Regions from separate parts of the Mus musculus genome. Here all the other regions are linked to region 1. A link is a contact called in public HiChIP or PLAC-seq data. All regions are on one chromosome and are shown on one strand. The core of a region is the stretch at or near the end of the contact, and the rest is flanking DNA. Distances in the headings are between cores, read along the strand shown. Region 1 holds the start of Zfp90 (zinc finger protein 90). Region 2 overlaps Gm51545 (a long non-coding RNA gene). Region 3 overlaps Gm39238 (a long non-coding RNA gene).

The links. HiChIP or PLAC-seq counts read pairs in DNA pulled down with a chosen protein or histone mark.
Region 2: an H3K27ac HiChIP or PLAC-seq map of embryonic stem cells shows a contact between it and region 1, with 12 read pairs. The contact joins the enhancer-like site here to the promoter of Zfp90 in region 1. A contact is called at or near these places in 2 of 15 datasets of contacts at CTCF or cohesin (the NIH/3T3 cell line and embryonic stem cells), 9 of 484 Hi-C or Micro-C datasets (embryonic fibroblasts, embryonic stem cells and myeloid progenitors), 6 of 115 datasets of contacts at active chromatin or transcription factors (the SCID.adh cell line, embryonic fibroblasts and embryonic stem cells) and 4 of 9 other capture datasets (adipose tissue, embryonic stem cells, liver and 1 more).
Region 3: a contact with region 1 is called in an H3K4me3 HiChIP or PLAC-seq map of bone marrow-derived macrophages, with 2.2 times the contacts expected there. The contact joins the enhancer-like site here to the promoter of Zfp90 in region 1. A contact is called at or near these places in 2 of 15 datasets of contacts at CTCF or cohesin (the NIH/3T3 cell line and large pre-B cells), 4 of 484 Hi-C or Micro-C datasets (the HL-1 cell line, the N1E-115 cell line, pancreatic cancer cells and 1 more), 3 of 115 datasets of contacts at active chromatin or transcription factors (bone marrow-derived macrophages, embryonic fibroblasts and embryonic stem cells) and 1 of 9 other capture datasets (embryonic stem cells).

Annotation. Positions count from the first base shown.
Region 1 is chr8:106,413,918-106,416,617 of GRCm38.p6, forward strand. Zfp90 (zinc finger protein 90) reads left to right here and starts at 1,410. Exons shown (of 4, transcript NM_011764.4): 1 at 1,410-1,853. The coding sequence starts at 1,821.
Region 2 is chr8:106,450,238-106,452,937 of GRCm38.p6, forward strand. The region is part of intron 1 of Gm51545 (a long non-coding RNA gene); the gene reads right to left. Among named protein-coding and RNA genes, the nearest start is that of Gm51545, 16 kb to the right of the region's middle. Within about 2 kb of position 1,319, at least 22 of the 459 cell types and tissues checked have an H3K27ac peak or open chromatin away from gene starts, as enhancers often do. A contact at or near this core is called in embryonic stem cells, where this site is marked.
Region 3 is chr8:106,363,174-106,365,873 of GRCm38.p6, forward strand. Gm39238 (a long non-coding RNA gene) reads left to right here. Exons shown (of 3, transcript XR_879147.2): 2 at 1,312-1,443. Among named protein-coding and RNA genes, the nearest start is that of Gm39238, 6.4 kb to the left of the region's middle. Within about 2 kb of position 1,303, at least 13 of the 459 cell types and tissues checked have an H3K27ac peak or open chromatin away from gene starts, as enhancers often do. A contact at or near this core is called in the NIH/3T3 cell line and bone marrow-derived macrophages, where this site is marked.

The DNA.
Region 1 (2,700 bases), core at 160-2,659:
ACGAGCTGTAGTGCCTGGTGCCGAGCCTTACCCTAGCCTGTGTTTTGTGCTTCTTACTGAAAGTTCTGCCTTAGGAATCCTTCTAGGGTCTCTTAAACTTCTGTTTTGTGCGTATCTGTCTGCTACTGTTGTCTAGTGTGGAAAGTATTTGCAGAGTTTCCAAGGGGTTTGTTGTTATTTATACTTTCTCCGCCCCCGCATCCCAGCAAAAATCCACAGAACACTGTGATAAAAAGACAAATAGTAACAGGTGTGGGTAGGAATGTTGAAATCTATATGCTGTTAGTTTAAAAAAAAAAAAGATGGAAGTGATACAGCCTCTTTAGAAAACATTCACAGTTCCTTCAAATGCTAAACATGGTGCTACCAAATCTCTATAATTCAACTTCTCTGTATCTACCCCAGATCAATGAAACTGCACCCCCATAAACGTGTGTACACACATATCCTCTGTAATGTTGCTTTGAAGATAAAAGCATAAAATCTCACAGTGTGAACAACGCAGACGCTACCAACTGATGAATGAATGTGGTACACTCGGGCAATCAGATCTTTCATTCAGCATTAAAAAAGAATGGGATAGAGACTCCTGTGATGTGAATGAACTCAGAACCACTGTAATAACTGAAAGAAGCCAATCATAAAACTTCATATTGCCTGATCTTATGAGATACCCAGAAGAGACAGATTTGTCACAAAGACAGCACAGGTCAGTGGTTGCCCGGGATCGAGAGGAGGTGGGTTAGGACGAGGGGACGGTTATTAATGTACATGATTTTTTTTCTTTTGTGGCTAATTAAAATGTTCAAAGAGGAGACTACAACGATGGTTGTGCAACTCTTTTTATGTACTAAAGTCTATTGAATTATACACTTTAGTCATTCGTGCATGCATTGTTTATTTATTTTGGCTTGTAAGACCAGGTCTCTTGTAGCCCAGGCTGGTCTTGAACCACAGTTTAGGATAACCTTGAACTCCCGATCCTTAGCCACTTGTGTGCTAAGAGAATTGAGAATTGAGTCTACAGAGTGAGTTTCTGGACATCCTGAGCTACACAGAGGGAGAAAGAGGGAGGGGGGAGGGAAAGGGAACGGGATGGGAGGTGGAGGAGAAGGAGAAAAGAAAAGAAGGAGCGGTGAGAATTTCTAGAAGCTCCAACACACACACACACACACACACACACACACACACACACACACACACACACACGACAAAAACTTTGAACCTTTCCAGCAGCTCCAGAAAACACACATACCAAAGAAAAACTTTGAACCTAACCTGCCCGCCTTCTTGTGCTCTTACTGCAGCCCCCCACTAGGAGGCAGGACCTCTGCAGGGCGGGCACGCGAGGATAGCTGGGAATCGTAGTTTCTGCACCCGTGGATGGGCAGGCGCGAGGATCATTGTGCGCAGTCGCACTCGTGGCTCTGCGCCCGCCGCTGTGGCCATTGTCCGACCCTGTTGTTGCAGAGCAGTACTGCCGGGAACAAGAAACTGCAGCGGGCGCTAGAGGGGCGGACCTGAGGTCGCGGATTCCGAAGCCCCGGAGGCAGATTCCGAGTGCAGTGGGTAGGAGGCTGTCCTCCGGGCCTCGCCGACCATCCTGCGGACGGACTGGGCGTGGCCGGAGGAACTGTCCCGAAGCTGTGGGGCCTTTCATTTGGCCTTGGGAAGAGCAGCAGGAGAAGGCGGGGCTCCTCCCCACGTTTCGGCCGAAGTGGCTGCAGAGCTGAAGGGGTGGGGCCTCGGGGTAGCCCGGTGAGTGGATCCTGTCCTCTCTCCTCAGCCCTGGACCATAGCCAGCACACACTGAGGCAGGAATGGCCCCGAGACCTCCGACGGCCAAGCCCCAGGTGAGCCGAGCCTTCCCCCACCGCCCGGAGCATCCCACCCTGAGAGGCCCCCGGAGTCTGTATGGAACAGTTATTGGTATAGGTATAGAGAGTCTTAGTTTGGATCGCTTTGAGTCTCCTCCTCTGGAGAAAACCCCTCCCAAAGTGCCCAGCCCTGGGCAGAGCAGGATTTCTGAAAGGATGGAGTTAAAGAGGAGACTAGGGAAGTGCGATCTTGTGAGAGGAAGTGTTCTGGGGGTGTCAGCACTGAGACTTTATTGCAGTGTGCACTTCTTAGAACTCTTCAGTGAGGAATGGAGGATAGAGGGACAAAATAGAAAAGCCCCCTGCTTCCCATCCAAAGGCCATAAAGAGATAGTAGGGGGGCAGAAGAGACCTATTAGAATAAGAGGCCGGTGAAGGTTGGGCGCTGAGTCGGAGACCACCATTACAGCCAAACCTGGTCAGACAAGCTCCAGCTTTTCTTGCCCCCCCCCCCGCCCCACTCGTTTTATTTTCCTTTCTTTCTTTCCCCATTAACAAATGTATAATAGTGCGCACCCTCCATAGCCCCGGCTTCAGGTTAATTAGTAAGAGACAGATTTATCAACCCACTTTTTAGTTGTAGCAAAAGGGGCATTTTCTGGACATAAGCTCTGAGGCTGTCCGTTTTACTTTGATGAGAACATAATCTGAACTCTCTTTGGAGTTGAAGGTAAGAACTAGGACTATAGCTCAGTGGTAGATCACTTGCCTAGTATGTGTGAGGTCCTAGGTTCAATTCCCAGCACCTCCTGGAAAATGATAAGGATGGGCTGGAGAGATGGCGCTCCAGTTAAGAGCACACACTGTAAGCTTTTACACGCTG
Region 2 (2,700 bases), core at 69-2,568, 36 kb after region 1:
GGAGCTGAAGGGGTTTGCAGCTCCATAGAGGGAGCAACAGTGTCAACAGGCCAGACACCCCCCTCCCAGAGCTCCCAGGGACTGGACCACCAAAATACACATGGAGGGACTCATGGTGCTGACCATATATGTGGCAGAGGATGGTCTTGTTGGACATTTGTGGGAGGAGAGGTATTCAATACCCCAGTGTAGGGGAATGCCAGGGTGGGAGCACCCTTATAGAGGCAGGGGGATGGGATAGAGGGTTTCCGAAGGGGAGACCTGGAAAGGGGAAAACATTTGAAGTGTAAATAAAGAAAATATTCAATTTTTTAAGAAGGTAACCTTTAAAATAAATATGGTGGAGTTTGATAAAGAAAGATATCCAATATTGTGCTCTGGCTTCATGTATACATTATTAGTACATCTGAACATACGTACATGTACATATACCACAGATGCACACACATGTACTTATACCACCAATGCAGACACATGTATATATACCACAGATTCACACAAACCACATGCTCATGTACATACACCACAGATGCACAAACATGTACATACACCACAAATGCACACATATGTACACACACCACAGATGCACATACATGTACATATACCACAGATGCATACACACATGCACATGTACCACAGATGCACACACTCAAGTATAATCATTATAGATGCACACATACATGCATATACTACAGATGCACACACATATACATATACCACAGGTATTCACATACATGTATATACACCATAGATGTGCACACACATGCATATATCACAAATGCACACACATATACATATATCACAGATGCACACACTCAAGCATCACTAAAGATGCACATATACATGCATATACCACAGATGCCCATATATATACATATACCACAGATGTACACACACATGTGCATACACCACAGATGCATACATGCACACACACACAGTTTTAGGGGCTGGGGGACTCTTTCTGGTGGGTGAGCTCCTCTCTCCTGGTCTCCCTCTATTGCCTTCCTCCAGCCTTCTCTCTCCTCCTCCCCCATGGCATCCCCCTCTCCTTTTCCCCAAAGATCTCTAATTAAGTTCTTACTTGGTAATTGCCATTCCAGGAATTGCCATGGAAATCAGTTCCCAGCTGGCCTGTTTCCTTCTTTTTCTCAGCCTTGGGAAGCAGAGGCGGGAGCCCAAGGTGAGCCCTGAGAGTCAGGATTGTTCCCACCTGTGTGTGTGGAGCATTTGCTGGGTGTGCCCGGTGAGTCAGCACTGCTCCCTCCGTGTACCTCAGTTGGGCCCTGTGACAGCCTGAGGATGACCTTGAATTCCTGACCCTCCTGTCTCTACCTCCCAAGTACCAGGAATGCAGATGGCCACCACCCTTCCAGGCCCTGTGAGGAGACTGGAGCCTGAGATCTCAGTGAACCTCCGTGAGGCCTCACAAGTCCTAGAATTGGGGTTTGAATCACATTTGATCTGACTCTAATGCTGAAATCGTACTTCTCTCTCAATGAACACCCCTCCCCCCAGATGTGGGTAAACGTAGTTTGATATAAAAAAACAAAAAAAACTAGAAACCTCTATTGTCCTTCATAATCAGCCCTTTATAACATGACCTCATGACTCCTCCTAAGTCCCTGACTCTGGGCTGGTCTTGTTGTGGCTCCTCCTACCTAAAAGGTGGAGTCTTTTTTCCCCAGTCCCTGACTCAGGGCTGGCCTTCTGGCTCCTCCTCCCTAAAAGGTGTTGTCTTTTTCCCCAGTCCCTGACTCTGGCCTGGCTTTGTGGTGAAAAGATTGGGGCAGCAGTGATGAAAAGTGGTGAAAAGATTGGGGCAAGCTCTGTTCTGTCATTATGGACACTGCCGGGAAAACAAGCCCAGGCTGGACTGCTGGCATCGTGGTCCACTCATTCTCATCCCAGCTGACAGCTAGCCAACTGCTCCACATTGTGAGTGTGGCCATTCTAGATGTGGGCGGCTGTCTGTGGCTAGACCCCTGAATGAGCCCACAGGAGATGAGCTGGGCCTGCTCAGACCCACAGAACCACCAGACAGGCTCACAGACTCATGAGCAATTGTTGAAGCTGCTAGGCTCTGGGAGTGGTCGGTTATACACTGATGCCTAATGATGAGGCTGCCTCTAGAAGAGGCTTGGTGCATGAGGGCTGCAAAAACCTCAAAAGAGGAGAAATCACTCTGATCTTATGTCTACCTGGAGTGGCTGGAGCATGTACCTGGTTAGAGAGGCCCTGTCTCTGGTTCCTACCACCAAAAAAAAAAAAAAAAACCAATGACATCAACGTTAATATTTTCTATACACCGAGCATTTTCAATGAATCACTGTGAAGTTTTATGAAGTAGGAACCCCTGAATATCCTTTATTCAAAATGCTTTGACCGGAATTGTTTTGAATTTATTTTATTTTATTTTATTTCCAAATTTGTAAAATTTATAGGTACATGATTATGGACTTGGGGATGGGATTGAAGTCTAAATCCAAATGCGATTTATTTCATACATGCCTTCTATTATATGGTTCGGAGGCAAATCTTATGCAATACTTTTAATGACCCTGAATTGTTTTTGTTTTGTTTCAGACATGATCTCACTATGCAGCCCTGGTTGTCCTAACCAGGCTGGCCTTGACCTGTCTCTGCCTCCCAAATGCTGAGATCAAAGGTATGCTGCACCATGCCTGGCTGTGCTCCTGAATT
Region 3 (2,700 bases), core at 53-2,552, 51 kb before region 1:
TGAATGTAACAGGTATTGGCTTTAGGTTTGTTAGCCTGGCTTCTCCAAGGTAGAGAACTTCAGCTCTGGGTCCCTGCAGTTGCCAGCCTTCATGTATGTCTTGCAGAACAAGTCTGACCACAAGGTCACAGAGACACTAATCAGGTCACTGTGGGAAAGGTTGGAATCTGGGTTCAGCTGTCAGAGAGGAGGACCCCGTCTACAGCATTGACTTCCTGGCTCCGGAATATCATAGTTTGCTGTAGATTATGTAAGAACTGTCTTATGGGACAGCCCAGACCTGAAGAGTGAGCCCCAGTGATCCAGTTCGTCTAGGAGCTGACCTGACTCAGCATCTTGCTCTGCCTTAGCCAGTTCCTCGGCTATGCTGGGAGTCTTCCCAGAGTGAGTTACTCACATTCCATGAACAAAACAGGAATGATAGGGATGTTACTGGCCCACGTTTAGGTGACGCTCCAAGATCCTGGTGATAACCATCCCTGCTGCTGCCACTTGTGAAGTGTGCCACTTCATCGTTGTCATTATCCGATACCCTCCTCAGCAGGACAGACTTGATACAGAAGACCCAGTCTCTGCCCTCCAGGAGTTGAGAAGGTTTAACTGGGTTAGTAATAAACCTACAGATAGCAGAGAAGATGGAATCTTTAGGCTGTGTCATCAGACCCCACGCCTACATCTGACTGGAACTGCTGGGGAGTGACTGGTTTTCATTAAGGGAGCAAGACTACACACACACACACCACACACCACACACCACACACCACACACCACACACCACACACCACACACCACACACCACACACCACACACCACACACCACACACCACACACACACACACTCACACACACACTCACACACTCACACACATACACACACTCACACACACACTCACACACATACATACACTCTATCTATCTATCTATCTATCTATCTATCTATCTAGAGAGAAGAGAGAGAAGAGAGAGAGAGAATCATACGATAGCCCAATCTAGCCTCAGATTCACAGCAATCCCCCTGCCTTAGCTTTCCAAGGACTGGGATTATAGACATGATTCACGATAGCTGGCCCATCCACCTCCTTTTAAACAGCTTCAATAAATTGCACATGCTTAAAGACTGTGATCTGATGAGCTTTCATATATGTCTGCCTTGTAAAACATGGTCAAGACCATGACTACACCCATCTCTTGACTTCATTCTCCCTTAATCCCTTGTGTCCATTTGAAATCCCCTTCTTCCTGCCCCTCCCACCTCACACCCAGCCTAGCGCTCATCTGCTGCCACTCACCCGACTTCCTTCCCTTTTCTAGGGTTGTTTGCGAATGGAATCACATGGCACGCCCAGGCTTTTGTCTGTCCTCTTCATCCTACAGCACAGCATTATTTGAAAGCCCGCACACCCATTGTCCCTTCTTATTGGTAAAGTCGAGGTACATTAGCAGGTACGCACCAACGTATTTATTCACATGTTGAGGGGCCTTTGAGTGGTCTTTAGTCTGGAGATGGTTATGACTAGAACAGCTAAGACTATGAATTTACATAGTCTTATTTGACATAGTCTTATTTACATAGTCTTGTTTGGTTGGGGTGGTTGGGGAGGACCAGGGTCTCATGCTAAGCCAGTGAGCACCACTGAGCTGCCTCATGAGCCCAAAGACAAGTGTTTATGTGAACATATGCTTTTATATTGTTAGTAAGCACCCAGGGGTGGGATGGCTTGCCTGTGTAACAAGTCTGTCTTTAACTTTTAAAGAAGTTGTCAAACTGTCTTCCAACGTGATTAAACAACTTTACGACTCCAACGGCTGATTATGGGAGTCCCAGTTGCCCCAAGGCCTTATCAGCATTTGATGTGTTCAGTGGTTTTAATTTTAGGCAAGTGGGTATCATAATATCTCATTGTGGTTTTCGTTTGCATCCCTCCACCCTCTGTGATTAATGACCTTGAACATCTTTTCCCGTGCTATCTATATATCTTCTTTGGTGACACTCTCTGAATAGTTTACATCTCCAAATTGAGTTATTTGTCTTCAGTAATTGAGGTGTTTTATTTTCACAATTATTTTCTGAGACAGGCCCTCCCTATATAGCTTTAATTGGCCTTAAAGATGTATATAATTCAGGCTGAACTCAAACTCATAATTCTCCTGCTTCAGCCACTAGTAGGATAGTTTCTGTGATTGTGTTTTACACACACATCACACACACTATACACACACACTGCACACACACTCACACACATACACACATACACACACTTACACTATATATATGTATACACATATGCGTGCGCGTGGCGTGTACACACACACACACACTTGAAGATGAATTAGTAATTCACTCACAGACAGAATAGCAGATGGAATCTGTGTCATCAGACCCCACACCCACATCTGCCTGGAATTGCTGTGGAACGACTGGTCTTCACTAAGGGACCAGGACTATTGCTTCCTTCCTATTTGGTGCTGACTTTAATCCCAGCACTTCAGAGACAAATGTAGGTGGATCTCTGTGAGTTCAAGGACAGTTTGATCTACATAGTAAGTTTTAAACTACATTGTGAGAACTTCTCTTAAAAATAAATAAATAAATAAATAACAGCATTAAATTTTATGTGTGTACCTGTGTTTGGGCAAGTGAGTATGTATGTGGACATGTGTGCCACATTGTGCATAGGTAAGCCAAAGGACAATACTTAG